Regions from separate parts of the Mus musculus genome. Here region 1 is linked to region 2. The links are chromatin contacts, called in public Hi-C maps. All regions are on one chromosome and are shown on one strand. Each heading gives the region's core, a stretch centred on a gene start, on an enhancer-like site or on the middle of the called end of the contact. The rest is flanking DNA. Distances are from core to core; before and after follow the strand shown. Region 1 overlaps Samd3 (sterile alpha motif domain containing 3). Region 2 has its middle 61 kb from the start of Tmem200a.

The links. Hi-C and Micro-C count contacts between places; a contact is called where the count stands out from the background.
Region 1: a Hi-C map of cortical neurons shows a contact between it and region 2, with 2.7 times the contacts expected there. The contact joins two enhancer-like sites. A contact is called at or near these places in 1 of 39 promoter capture datasets (the 3T3-L1 cell line), 2 of 15 datasets of contacts at CTCF or cohesin (CD8 T cells and the NIH/3T3 cell line), 3 of 484 Hi-C or Micro-C datasets (cerebral cortex and cortical neurons) and 1 of 115 datasets of contacts at active chromatin or transcription factors (neural progenitor cells).

What each region holds. Positions count from the first base shown.
Region 1 is chr10:26,246,319-26,253,620 of GRCm38.p6, forward strand. It overlaps Samd3 (sterile alpha motif domain containing 3), which reads left to right. Exons shown (of 11, transcript NM_001115154.1): 7 at 5,431-5,598. Among named protein-coding and RNA genes, the nearest start is that of Samd3, 20 kb to the left of the region's middle. Within about 2 kb of position 3,608, at least 23 of the 459 cell types and tissues checked have an H3K27ac peak or open chromatin away from gene starts, as enhancers often do. A contact at or near this core is called in cortical neurons, where this site is marked.
Region 2 is chr10:26,136,198-26,143,639 of GRCm38.p6, forward strand. No RefSeq gene overlaps it. Among named protein-coding and RNA genes, the nearest start is that of Tmem200a, 61 kb to the left of the region's middle. Within about 2 kb of position 3,449, at least 6 of the 459 cell types and tissues checked have an H3K27ac peak or open chromatin away from gene starts, as enhancers often do. A contact at or near this core is called in cortical neurons, where this site is marked.

The DNA.
Region 1 (7,302 bases), core at 2,358-4,857, 110 kb after region 2:
CTGATCTAATCAAAGGGAAGTTGTCTGGAAGCCCTTGAAGGGCTTTGCGGTCTTGTCCTCATCCTCCCTCTTTAACTCTGCTGTCTGGATTAGGTAGACTCTAAGGAAGCTCCACAAAACAGTTCCATGGAGTTTACCCTTCAGGAGCCTCAGAGATTCTGAGGTAAATGATGTGAAGATAGATCCTGCCACCAAAGCTTTCGAAAGATTCCAGAGCTCTAAGGAGAACAAGGGTTGAGGACTGCTGCTCTAGCATGCTTAGAAACTGGGCATACAAACAGACATATTAGCATTTGGCAGGCTGAAGCAGGAGGACCAGGAGTTTGAAGGCAGCCTGCTGCTGTGTCAAGCAAAACAAGAGGGGAATCTTCATGTCATCATTGTACAAAGGAAACATGCCTAACATTATTGAACTGTACACCTAAAAAGTCCTTTAAAATTGTAACAAAGAGTTGAATGTTCATCACAAGAAAAGTATGATATAAGAAACAACCATGAGAAACTGGAGGTATGTGGAGCTGAAGATATATTGCTACACCTGTGTCTGTCCTTATATAAATCCACTTTGGTGAACATGGTTAACATGATAGAGTCGGTATCTTACTGTCTTAAGTACACATAGGCAAGGAGTTTTTTTCTCACGCCCCCCCCCCCCGCCATCATTCTCTCCTTTTTCTCTTCTTCCCTTTTCCCTTTCTCTCTATCATTGTCCCATTTTCAGGTAAAGGCTTAATATATATGAACCAAGTCAGAAGATTCTGAATGACAGAAGGCCTTAAAAAGTCTCATTTTCCCCTCCAAACTCAGAAAAGATGTGGCATCCCATATCTGTAAATAATAGCGAGTCAAGACTAGAATTCAGTCACGCTTGCTCACAAAGGATGCCATCATTTTAAAAAAATTGCGATTCTGCATGTACGATGTGCTATAAACTGACTCAATTTTTCTCTTACTAAAATCAAAATAGTGTAACCAAGCGACAACAAAAAGTCTAGGATTCTGACATCTCCAGTCATGGCATTGTACGTAATACTGACCCTCTGTGCTTCTTCTACATCAAGATACAATATAATGTCCATCTGATCAGTGATGTGGTGTACAGAATTTTAGGCATGTCTCTATCTCTGTAAATCCCACATCCTTAGCTTCAGTCTCTGACACTGCACTATGTGGTTAGGCGCAGGGTGATGCATTTGTAGTGAATGTGAACAGATTGCTTTCATGTCACTGGTCCCCAAGCAAGACAGGTTTTACCTAGCACACTGTTTCATATATCCCAGGGGGCACAGAGATACTTGAAAATAAAGGGGAGTATTCCTAATGAGTCTTACACATATAAGCAAATAAATAGCTATATTTTTAAATTCTATTCTGTTTCTCTTCCTCTCTCTTCCTCTGTCTCTCTTCTTCTGTCTCTCCCTGTCTTTGTTTGTCTCTCTGTCTCTCTCTGTGCACTCCCACCCCCACCTCCTGCCTCTCCGTAATTCAGGTCACCAGGCTTAGCTGCTAAGTGCCTCCACTTGCTCAGCCATATTTCCTGCCATTCAATTACATTTTGAACTTCAAATCTATGGTTATTGAAGTGAGATACCTACGAAGTAAGGACTAATGCCCTGTGGGCTCCCATGGGCACCCGTGGGCATCTAATCTACATATGTTCCCATATATTATGCAAAAATAATATAAGACATGGAAAATAGTTTAGCAGCTTGCGGCCTCATTTGCACACTTAAAGATATACATGGAGAAGGTTGGTGCATGTATAGGTCTTTACCCAAACTCTCACCACATCTCTATATGAAGTTATGTTCATGCTAATTCCATGATGTAGAAAATGCCCAAGGGGGCTGGAGAGATAGCTCAGAGATTAAGAGCACTGACTGCTATTCCAGAGGTCCTGAGTTCAATTCCCAGCAACCACATGGTGGCTCACAACTATCTGTAATGGGATCCAATGCCCTCTTCTGGTGTGTCTGAAGACAGCAACAGTGTACTCATATAGATAAATTTAATTAAAAATTAAAAAAGAAAAAGAAAAAAAGAAAATGCCCAGAAACACTGAGAGAGCTGCCATTGGTGTGTGTGTGTGTGTGTGTGTGTGTGTGTGTGTGTGTGTGCGCGCGTTATGATTCTATGTGTGCATTTATGTGCAATGCATGTGTGTATGGTGTGTGTGTGTTATGGGTGTACATGTTCATGTATGTGCACATGCATTTGTGCGTGGTGTGTATGGGTGTGTATGTAAAAGGGAATGAAGATGAAAAAGTAGAAGAGAGCAAGTACTTGGTTACTTTTAGGGCTGATTTTTATTTTAAACTGTCGAGATTTTTCAGATTTATACAGTGATTTCTGGTAGGTATTCAAGACCAAGATTTCTCTTCCCGAGGTTACATTTGGTGCTAGATAATTCCTAGTTCTCTGTGGTGTGGATCCTCATGAGCACCATGGGACCGTGAGTGGGACCCTTGGCGCCCACTGGGTGAGTGTAACTCCTGTCCACTCTAGTTATATCACGTGTCTTCAAATATCATGAGATTCAGGGAGGAGAAGGGAGGAGCACTCTCAGGCTGCCATTCCAGGTCCATTAGCTTATAAGATTTTGTGGTATTTATCTTCTTCCTGCATGTTGTTTGTGGTACATGACTGTTTAGAAACAAGTTACCCTAAACATCTTTTTGCTGTTATTGTTGCTTTGGGGGTTAATTTCACCATACTGAGAACTGAACGCAGAGCCTCATACATTGTAAGCAAGCTCACTACCACAGAGCCATACCTCCCAGTCTTTAGCAAAGGCCTTTACATGGCAGTTTCCTGTATAGCAAAAATATTATTATTTTTATGCCCATGAAAATTAATAATAGTTGCATAGTGTCCCATACAATCGGTATTTTGCATTGCATTTGGTTCTTCTGTTTCTGGATCTTTCTCTCTTCCTTCCTTCCCTTTCTCTCTTTCTTTCTTTCTTTCTTTCTAACTTAATCTCTTTGTCATTTTCTGTTTTCTCTGGAGGCGAAAAGGTTTTTACTTTTTGGTCAAGTTGTTGTTTTTGGTTTTTTTCCCCCTGCATCATGTAAAGTGATGTGCACACTTCACTTATCTGATGTTTCTCAATGATTATATTTGGGTTTGCAACACAAAGTATGTACCTGCCAGACGCTGCAAATTATGTCACGTCATAAAGAGCGGGTGATTTCAGACTGATTAAGAAAGCCGAGTCTGTGTAGGACTTCTCCCATCCTTAGCTGGTGACTATGGGAATGGGGGATGGCTGTGCTCCAGCACAATTGTTTTCTACTGAATCCACCTACTCATACTGTTATGTGATAGCTCACAGGGCAGGGCACAGAGCAGGTACTCTATTCACTCCCATGGATGAGCATGCAGAATTGGTTCACTTGTGTGTTCCGTTTCATGACATCCTAGCAGGTGATGGCTATGTGTGCAGCAGAGCTCCTGTCCCTTCTGAATTATAGGAAACACAAACAAATCGATCTGAACTGGTTCATGTCAGGACTGGGAAAAACCACAAACCATCTACTGGTTTTATGCTGTTATAAGACAGCAATAGCAGAACATCCCAGCCTGGGGGAGATGACAGAGCATCTCTGAGTCATACCATGCCCAGGAGCTTAATCTAGGCACAAAGCAGCTCCAGACTGGGCCTGTGGACCGCCTCCATAGGACTGGACAGATGCCAGGATGATTTAGGAATAACACTTTGTAAGCATCTTTCACAAGTAGCTAGTCCCAAGATTCATGCTCTCTCTTTCCCCTCCCCACCTTCTCTGGTTTTCCAAGACAGGGTTTCTCTGTGTAGCACTGGCTGTCCTGGAACTGGCTCTGTAGACCAGGCTGGCCTACAACTCAGAGATCTGCCTGCCTCTGCCTCTCAAGGGCTGGGATTATAGGTATGATCTGCTACCGCCACCCAACATCATAAAAAACACAGTTTAGGAGTGGTGTGTGTGTGTGCGTGCGTGCGTGTGTGTGTGTGTGTGTGTGTGTGTGTGAACTCAGTAAAATGCTTGCCACGTAAGCCTGAGCACTCCAGTCTGATAGTCATCACCCACATAAATAGCATGATGATGCATGCATGCTTACGATCCTAGTGCTGAGAAAGCAGGGACAAACAGATCCCTGAAGCAGCCCAGCCTAGTCATTAAGCCCCAGGCCAGTGAGAGATCAACATAGGTGGTTCCATAAAAAACGAAATCCATAGTTGACCTCTGGCTTTTATATACACATACACACATATGATGCACCTACACACACACACACACACACACACACTCAGACACACACAAACATGCATAAACACACATACACACATGCATGCACACACAGGCATGCACACACATTTGTCAGGAAAGATCATGCTGCTCCATTTGGTAGCTGAAGAACCTAGGCCGAAGAGGCTACTTATTACAAAGTATTTCGTTAGTGCACAGTAGCTTCAGTGCTGGGATCCGAATCTTCCTGACCTAGGCTACAGGGGTTTCTTTTTTTTTTTTTTTCCATTTTTTATTAGGTATTTAGCTCATTTACATTTCCAATGCTATCCCAAAAGTCTCCCATACCCACCCACCCCCCCTACCCTACCCACCCACTCCCCCTTTTTGGCCCTGGTGTTCCCCTGTACTGGGGCATATAAAGTTTGCAAGTCCAATGGGCCTCTCTTTCCAGTGATGGCCGACTAGGCCATCTTTTGATACATATGCAGCTAGAGACAAGAGCTCCGGGGTACTGGTTAGTTCATAATGTTGATCCACCTATAGGGTTGCAGATCCCTTTAGCTCCTTGGATACTTTCTCTAGCTCCTCCATTGGGGGCCCTGTGATCCATCCATTAGCTGATTGTGAGCATCCACTTCTGTGTTTGCTAGGCCCCGGCATAGTCTCACAAGAGACAGCTACATCTGGGTCCTTTCGATAAAATCTTGCTAGTGTATGCAATGGTGTCAGCGTTTGGATGCTGATTATGGGATGGATCCCTGGATATGGCAGTCTCTAGATGGTCCATCCTTTCATCTCAGCTCCAAACTTTGTCTTGCTACAGGGGTTTCTAAAGATCAAGGACTGTGAGACTTGAGCCATGAAACCAGCAATGGCAGCAAGTAAATGCCACACCTTTTCTAATGTTTTCTAGAAGGTTCCGTATGCTCACAAGAAGATAACGGACACTTGTTGGCTTGGGTTTTGTTTGTTGTTTGTTGTTTGTTTTTGTGGTGTTCAGTTTCGTGACTCTAATTGAGGGACTTTAATTTGAACACAAACTTGTTATCAGGATAAGTCTAAGGATTGATTCATTGCTTCTATTATAATATGATGAGAGTAATTTCAACCCTAAGGGTCTCATACAAAAATCATATTGTTCTACAGGACTATGCAAAGCTCTATAAGACTGACTGGCCTGCTTTATTATTTTATACAGTTTTTATGGAAACGAGCCCTCAAAGATCGCTTTAAATATATTCGAAGACCCATAGAAGATGATGAACAAGTAATGAGGAATAAGTGTAAATTTGGACACCGAAGAGGCCAGACAAGGAAGTCTCTTGCTGACATACAATCGAATGAAATTAAAATTGTGCAGATCAAAGTAAGCCTGAATTTTAAACACTCTGACAACTTTGGCTGATTAATGGCATGACAATAAATTGTAGCATGATAGCAAAGCAAGATACCCTTTTAAAGTTATTAATAAAATCAATGATTTGCATGGCTGACATAATGTTTCTTAAAGGGTGCCAGTAATCATTTGGATACCAGGATGTTAGTATACATTTCATGACTATGCTCTTCACAGCCTTCAAAGAAACTGGAAAAACCTCTTACAACTCTGGTTTCTTGAAATGTCTCTCTTCTTCTCATTCTACACTGCACTTACAATTCTCTTTTCCTCTTAGTTTTTGGAATGTCTCAGGAGATCAAACCTACTTCAAATCCTTATCTAGCTAAAGATGACCTTGAACTCCTGATCCTCCTGTGTTTGCTTCCAAAGTATTGGGATTACAGACCTGCACCATCACAGCCTCTTACACCTCGTCTTGTGATGTTCACATCACTACGGAAAGTTATAATCTTAATATTAAATTAGTCTCTGATATTCAGTCCCAGAGATTGAACCCAGAGTCTTGTGCGTGCTAGGCAAACGTTCTTCTACTGAACTGTGCTCCTACACCTAGAACCAGTTTAATGCTCCCGTTAGGTAGTCTTCTATCCTAAGTTTCTGGAGAGGCAGTTATCCATAAGCTTGGGTACAGAGCTCTACATTAGCTTCCTTCACCTGCTGGTTCAGAAGGCTTCCAACCCCATGCTGTGAGTAGCTTTAAGCTGAGGACCAGGCAAAGCCTAAAACTCCTTCTCCACCAAGGAGAGGCCATGTGAGTCTTAACAAGTGTTCTTTAACTACTCAGAGCCCCAGATGGCCTCAGAAAAACATTTTCTGTTTAAATTGCTAATTGCTAAATGTAATAGACTGAACTCTTAAGAACACTGTACAGATTATTAAATGTCGAAGATGAATCTTTTGCCCTCCCAATTACATTTTCACTTTAATCTACAGGAATATTATAAATCCTAATTTTTCACACATTAATATTTAGAATGTACGTGATGTAAACACTCTATTTTCATCTGGTATGTTTGTCTATTATCAATAGAGAAAACTATTTGATCAGATCAGCTTTAATAGTATTTTTCTGGGAGCTCCAGCTCAAGGACATATGCTCAACATGTTTTGTAAACCATTCATTGCAGTGTCGTGCAACATGTAAAGTTCCAGACGGTTATTGGTTAAATATTTTATTAAAACTGTAAATGAGACTTTTGTGTGCTAAGTCAGTTAAGATACTATTAATTATACATCTTCTTTGACAACATGACAAGAAGGGTACCCTAAATTCAGGTAGGAAGATTTTTTTTTTGAAATTTTCCTTGTACAATTACAGATATACACTAAAAACATAGTAGCTATAGAAGCACACCCCTGTAAGCACACACTTAGGAGGCTCAAGCAGGAGGACAGAGTGTTCAAGCTTAGCCTAAGCTGTAGAATGAGACATTGACCTTTGAAAAAGGATAGAAAATGAATTAAAATTATGATAAGATAGTTATATGCTTTTAAGAAATTGTGCACATAGTCTTAAAATGTCTCTAGAAAAGAACAATATTGCATTATTGCTGTGTGACACTATTCCTGGGGAGATTTCACCCCTGACAAGACACTGGTGACAGACTATCAGCGTCTAACTTGGAAAGCCAGTGAGTGTTACTGGACTTATTTACAGGAATATGGTTGAGG
Region 2 (7,442 bases), core at 2,199-4,698:
ACAACGTGTATGCTACAAAGGGCAAGGCTGGAGAAGTGACCCAAGCCCTTGGAGGAGCCCAGAAGATTGTGAGTTGGATCCCAGACATTGGACGGTGGGAGATTGATTTTGCTTTTCATTGTGACTGTGCCCTGATGCTTTTCCTTCTTGAAAACCCACAGTTAAGAGACTTTTAATTGTAAAGACTTTGGATTTTAAGAGAGATTGAAGTTTTAAGAATTTGCAAAGACTGTGGGACTTTTAAAGTTATTTAGATCTTGGGGATGAATAGGAAACTAAGAGTTGAGGCTTAATAGTGATGTGTTTGTGTGTCATGTTGACAAGGGGTCAATTGTACTGACTAGGTTTTTTTTGTGTCAACTTGACACAGCTGGAGTTACCACAGAGAAAGGAGCTTCAGTTGGGGAAATGCCTCTATGAGATCCAGCTGTAAGGCATTTTCTCAACTAGTGATCAAGGGGGAAAGGCCCCTTGTGGGTGGCACCATCCCTGGGCTGGGAGTCTTGGGTTCTATAAGAGAGCAGGCTGAGCAAGCCAGGGGAAGCAAGCCAGTAAAGAACATCCCTCCATGGCCTCTGCATCTGCTCCTGATTTCTTACCTGGTTGAGTTCCAGTCCTGACTTCCTTGGTGATGAACAACAGTATGGAATTGTAAGCCGAATAAACCCTTTTCCTCCCCAACTGCTTCTTGGTCATGATGTTTGTGCAGGAATAGAAACCCTGACTAAGACACCGCCCATCTCCAAAATTTTAATCCAGAATTGCTCCTGTCTAAAGGAAATACAGGGACAAAGAATGGAGCAGAGACTAATGGTAAGGCCATCCATAGACTGCTCTACCTGGGGATCCATCCCACATGCAGATACCAAATCCAGACACTTTGGCTGATGCCAAGAAGTGCTTGCTGACAGGAGCCGGATACAGCTGTCTCTTGAGAGGCTCTGCCAGAACCTGACAAATACAGATGCAGATGCTCACAGCCAACCATTGGAGTGAGCATAGGGACCCCTGAAGGAGCTGAAGGGGCCTTATCTGCCATCAATGGGAAGGGAGACCCTTGGTACTGTGAAGGTACAGTGTAGAGGAATGCTACAGTAGTAAGGCGGTAGTGGGTGAGTGGGTTGAGGAGCACCCTCATAGAAGCAAGGTAAGGGGGAATGGGATAGAGTGTTTACAGAAGGGACATTGGGAAAGGGGATAACATTTGAAATATAAATAAATAAAATATCCAATTAAAAAAGAATAAGTAAGTCTAAGAATAAAGTCTTACATTTTTATAACTGATACTTAGCTAGGTGTTAGACATGAATGCCCTCCGATTTCCCGATAGGCTACATAATCCCAAATGATCAACCCTTAAACACGTGTACTTATCAGCAATACCAAATGCTTTCAATAGGGCGTGCGTGCGTGCGTGCGTGCGTGTGTGTGTGTGTGTGCGTGTGCGTGTGTGTACCTATAGCAATAATAATTATAGAAAAAGAGATCATGGGCTTTTGAGGGAGAGATCACAGGAGGAATTTGGAGAGAGAAGAGGAATTATGTAAATGTGGTACTTAAAGTCAAAATTCTCAAAAATAAATTAATTAATTAATTAATAATTAATTAAATGAGCCTTTAGGAGGTGGACAGATAGCTCACTGGTTAAGCACTTTTTGCTTTCACAGGGGACTGGGCTTCTGCTCCAAGTGCCCACTTCAATGGTTGATAACCACCTGCAATACTAGTTCTAGGATATCAGCCATCCTTTGCTGGCCTGCTTAGGCACCTGCATGCATGTGGTGCACATACATACCCACAGGCACACATACATAAAATAAGTGAATCGATCTTCAGTTATTTTTATTGTACATGTATGGAGTCCACTGTGATAATTTGATACAGGCATATGATGTGCTATGATTAAGTCAGGGCACTTAGCATTTTTATCTTTGTAAACATCTATCATTTCGTCATTGAAAAACTCGAAGTTTCTCTCTTCCAGTTGCTCATAAAATGTATAATAAATTGTTGTTATCCATGCTCGCTGCAGGAAGCCATGGGACACTGTCCCACACTTCTCCTCGCTGTATCTATCTTTTCACTGCTGAATGCCAGGCAGAATGAACAGCATCTTCATATACAGATTTTTGCCAAATTGAAATGGCACTGTGCGGCGGGGAGGGGGATCAGGGAGCATTAAATTCAAAGGTCTGCCTTTCTAGTCTGAAAATAAGAGGGTTACCTAGTCATCTTCAAGGAAGGTATCGACCCCCTAAAGTATTTAAGGATTCACCTAATCACTCTAAACCACTATCCTTATGTTGAACAACATTTTCTGAATCTACATGTTGATATATTTTGAGGGTCTTTTTAATTTATTTATAAGGATTTATTTATTTATTACTATTGTTTCTATTTTTAATCATGCAAAATTAAAGTGGTCATAAAGATGTTCCAGGATGTTAAATGCCAGAGCACATTTATTAACTCACCCCCTGTGCTTCTCCTGTATACCCTCATAGATTCGTCCTTCATTTATTCATGCATTGATTAAATATTCATTGGGCCTAGGCTGTATCCAGTGCTTAACAGGCACACACGAAGGGGACGGGAACGTGTGCTTTTTTGCCCTTCCCCTTTCAGTCTGGATGGAAAACTAACTCTTAATGTGGCCCTTGGCACTTATTACAAAAGTCAAGATCTCCTTTAAATAATGTCACACTCTGTAAGATTGACTTTGTTGTCCTATTTTACTGATAGCAAAAAATGAAGTTGAGAGAGCTGAGATTCAGGAGCCTTGGCCAGATTTTCATTGCACAGGTGCTAAGCAACCATCCCCTAAACATGAAAGGAACATTCATCGAGCAAACTATGAGTGTGTCTGACGCTGTCTTTGTGTAGAAGTTCAGGAAGATCCAAATAAATAATATAGCTCCAGGAGATGCTTCTCATCATATTTCAAAAAAAAATTACATCTAATAAGAACATAGCACACAACAAAGAACACAGGTGGGCCAATAGAAGTGGGGTTCAGAGGCTAAAACTCAGACAGAGGGCTTAGGAAGCCTGGCTCTTGTGAGGCATGAGAGGAGAAAATCAACGCGATATTCTTTCACCTGCCCATGTTTCACAGTGCCTAGCACATGCTTGTAGAGACAATCATTTTAGCACGTTATTACATCGATGATGAGCAGGAGATATTATTTGATGTTTTGACATTTCATAACTGCTGTAAACTAGTTCTATCTTATGTCAATGGCTGTTCTCATGACTCCCACTGTTTGGCTTTTCATCTGTTATTTCATGAACATTTTTCTATTGTAGACTTCTAAATGTCAAACAACAACAATAACAACAACAACAACAACAACACAACAACAAATCAGTAGCTTGAGATTCAACACGCCATCTTCAGTTCACCAGCTAGTCGCGACCACACTGCCACCTAGTGGTTTGTAGCTGCGGCTTCCACAGTAAACAGTCTATTCAAACATATCAAGCTTACACATCTATTAACTGATTCTGGTTGGTTTATTTAGAACATACAGCTCATTTTACCATAGAGATGATATCGTGAATGACTATGAGGTTTCTAGTCTGCTTACACAATCCCATGATGGAATCCACACCTTCCATGTATTGTAATCCATTGTTGCAGGGGCAGGGGTGGGGGAAACTAAGACAGCAACCGTCACAAAAGAGACAGCTCATTTTACCCAGCTCAGACTCTGAAGAAACACAATACAGGTGGAAGAGCTCACTGGGATTAACAAATGATGTACGATGAGGGTCCAGAAAGCAGTAAGGAGCGGGCACTGTGGAGAAGGGCATCCATGGGGAGGGATGTGTGAATATGCATATATGACAAGACCATTCTTGGTGTGTGCAGAGAAAAGTGAGAATCCCTGTTTCCCAGGGAGCAAGGTGCAGAATGCAGAACTGACCTCAAGATACCTGGAGGTCAGGTGCCCAATTGCTTCCTATTAATTAGACTAGCTTGAATTTTCTATGAATGGGAAAAATACTTGTACACACATGACAATTAGCATAATTATTTCAAGATCTATGTTTGCTATTGAGTTTATTAAGAGCTCCTTGTTCTTCATGTCACTGCCTCATAGCTTATTCACCCATTCACGTGAAAATGAACGTCCTGGATGTTTCTATGGTTGGATGTTACAATAACAGGCTCAGGCTATTGTAAGTTCTCACTTATAACTTGTCTATGTGAAGATGTTCTCATTTAAGTTGGATAGTTACGTCGATTAGGGTAGCTGTACTGTATATCAGTCTATTGCCCTTTTAAAAGTCGATATACTGTCTTTCATCAGGGCAAGACCATTCTCTGTGTGTACAGTGTCACCAGTCAGTGTTGAATTTAGTCTCTCACAGTTTCCTCCAGCCCTTGCTATGGTCAGAGTTTTTCGTTATCCAAGTGGATGCATCCTGATATTATGTTGTGGTTTCTTAATACTTTAATGTTATTTATTGCCTTTACATGCACGAATTTGACATCTGTTTCCCATGTAATTTTTGAATATTGTAAAGTTGTTTTGAGCAACCCCTATTTGTCCTTAATTTAATTCCCATTGTCAGATATATCTTGATACTTTATTCTTTGTTATTTGTTATCTTTTCTTTCATTTACTGACTTCCTATAGATTGGTTAAATTTAGCACTATTCTATTTTGATACTTTCCCATAGCTTCTGGATATATATATACACGTTTTATTCATTTATTTTTCTCTGACTGTCAGATGGGGGCATTTGTGATCATCCATTTAAAGTCCACTGATTCTTTTCTTAGTCATTTCAAGTCTATAAATATTTTTGCCTCCCTTGCTAAGGCTTTATTTATTCATCCTTACACCCTTTAATTTCTTTCTCTGTCTTATTTCTCCAGCTGGTGCTTCAAGCACAATGCAAAAAGGAGTGGGAACGGTGGGCAGCCTTGTCTTGTTCCTGATTTCATTGGGATTGCTTCAAGTTTTTCCCCCATTTAGGATGGTGTTTGCCGTGGATTCCTCATTGATGATGATGATGACGATGACGATGACGATGATGATGGATACTGATGTATGTTCCCTCTAGTCCCACTTACTCTTTCTAGGACTTTTCATCATGAAGACATGTTGGATTTTTGTCAAAGGCTTTTTCTGCTCAGTTGGGATGATCATGTGATTTTTTTTACCTTTCAAACCACTTATGCAGTTTATAACATGTGTTAAATTGTGTATTTTGAACCACCCCTGTATCTCCTGGATAAAGCCAACTTGGTCATGGGGGATGATAATGTGTTTGATGTATGTCAGTATTTGGTTTGCAGGTATTTCACTGAGCATTTATGAATCTGTGTTCACCAGGAATTCTGGCCTGCAGCTGTCTCGTTATTCTTGTGTCTTTACCTGGCTTGAGCATTAGAATAATGCTGGCTTCATAGAATGAGTTTGGCAATGCCCTTTCTGTTTCTGTTTTTGAAATGTTTTAAGAAGGAAGAATTGGCTGTAGATTTCCTTTGAAAGTCTGATATAATTCTGTTATGAATCCATCTGGACCTGAACATTTTTAGTTAGAACTTTGTTACCATTTCAACTTCTTTGTGGGTCTATTTCTGCCATTGGCTTTTCTTAGTTTAATTTAGGTGATTTGATGGAATCTAGAAAATTCTCCATTTCTTTAGGTTTTCCAGCATAATAGAGTACAGCTTTTTAAAGTGTTCCCTTAAAATATTCTGATCTATCTCTCTCTCTCTCTCTCTCTCTCTCTCTCTCTCTCTCTCTCTCTCTCTCTCTCTCCATCTTGCTAATTTCTCAAAGAGCCAGCTCTTAGACTCATTGATCTTTGTATTAACTAACCACTGCTCTAGACTTAATTTAGATCCTACTATTGAGGCAAACTCTTCTAGGTCCATGCAGATGAGCAATGACTTAGGAGTTGGTCCACCTGAGCTGATGGGAGTAGATTATGTCTGAAGCTGTGCATGAGTCCCAAGAATCTTGCCATTTTATCCCATGAGTGCTTCATCTACTTGAGGCAATATATGCTGCTCACTTCTTAGCTAAAGGCTCAAAAGAGATTCTGTGTGGGACTGCTGTTGTCCCCTCTTCACTCAGTCTGCGAGGGCTGTCATCTGTATGTGGCCTTGATATAAATACAGATATTGGATGTGACCTAAGACACTTCAAGAGCTTCCTTGTTCAATTCAAATCTCTCCAGGGTGCAGTGTCCTACTGACTGCTGCCCCCATGTACACTTTCTAGGTTTTAGTTATTTCAGTAGAAGAAAAGTCCTGTCCCTGTCTATCTTGGTCAAAAGAAATTAATAAATCATTTATACAATAGATTTTTTTTTTGTCTTTCAAAGTTCATCTTTTGAGTGCAGAACTAAATATCAGTTCTGTTTTCCCAGGCCTTTTTTCTTTTACATTCCCAGTATTTCTTAAACTTCCCATCATAATACTTACCTGAGTGTATTTTAATTTTGTGGTTTTTATGTACATCTCCTCCATTAGGAGAAAATTTTCATAATTTTCCTTACCTCATCAATACCTAAATTCATACTCACACCTGATAGTTATTCAGCTAATATTTGTACAGGGTCAGTGAGCCTGTCCCCGTTCTTCTTGGAGAGACATTCATGGACAGCTCTCAGTTTGTCATTGATTTGGAGACCTGCCTTCTCATTGGCATTCTAGAGAGGTGTTGGGCTCTGCCACCCTACTCCTGCTCCCACTCCTTGGTTGCTCACAGTTGCTAGGAGAAGTGATAACTCATAGTAACAGTAAGGTAGATAGTTGGTGGTGGATGTGAAACAGAACCAAATGCTGTCTATTGAGATTTCCCACTAGGCCATCTGTGTAGAATTCTGAAAATATTGTAGCCTAGGAGTCCAAAGTTCCAGATGTGCAATGGGCTTTGTTGAGTCTTGGCAGTATAAAGAGAGCTATTGACTACCTTCTGAAGTCATGTTCTCATTTATAACATGGAAATGCTAATTATACAGTTGCCAGTCCTTACCTGCATATCCAATATCCAAAAAGCTAGAAAAACCAAATGATTTTGTATAACTTGTTTCACATTAAAACCAGATCTGGAATTAAACCTACGTGGAGCACTTTGGAAATTCTTACTGCACCTATTTTGATTGTTCAGAATCCCCTGGATTTATCATATAATATTCAGTAAAGGCACAATTTATCTTTGTTAAAACTGAGATTATAAATCAGCAAATCTGGCCCCAGTGCACATATATTAACACAGCATGCATTTGGAGCTCTTATTTTTCAAAGAGGTCACAGCACAGGTTGATGGGAGGTGTGGTGGAATGGAGAGTGACAGCTGTCACCACAGTGTTTAGAGACAGTTAAGTCCTGGGGAATTAGTTATCGATGATTTCAACCATGATCCTTTGGCCCCCATGTAAAGACAGGTTCTCAGCCCTTCTGAGGACCAGAAGTCTC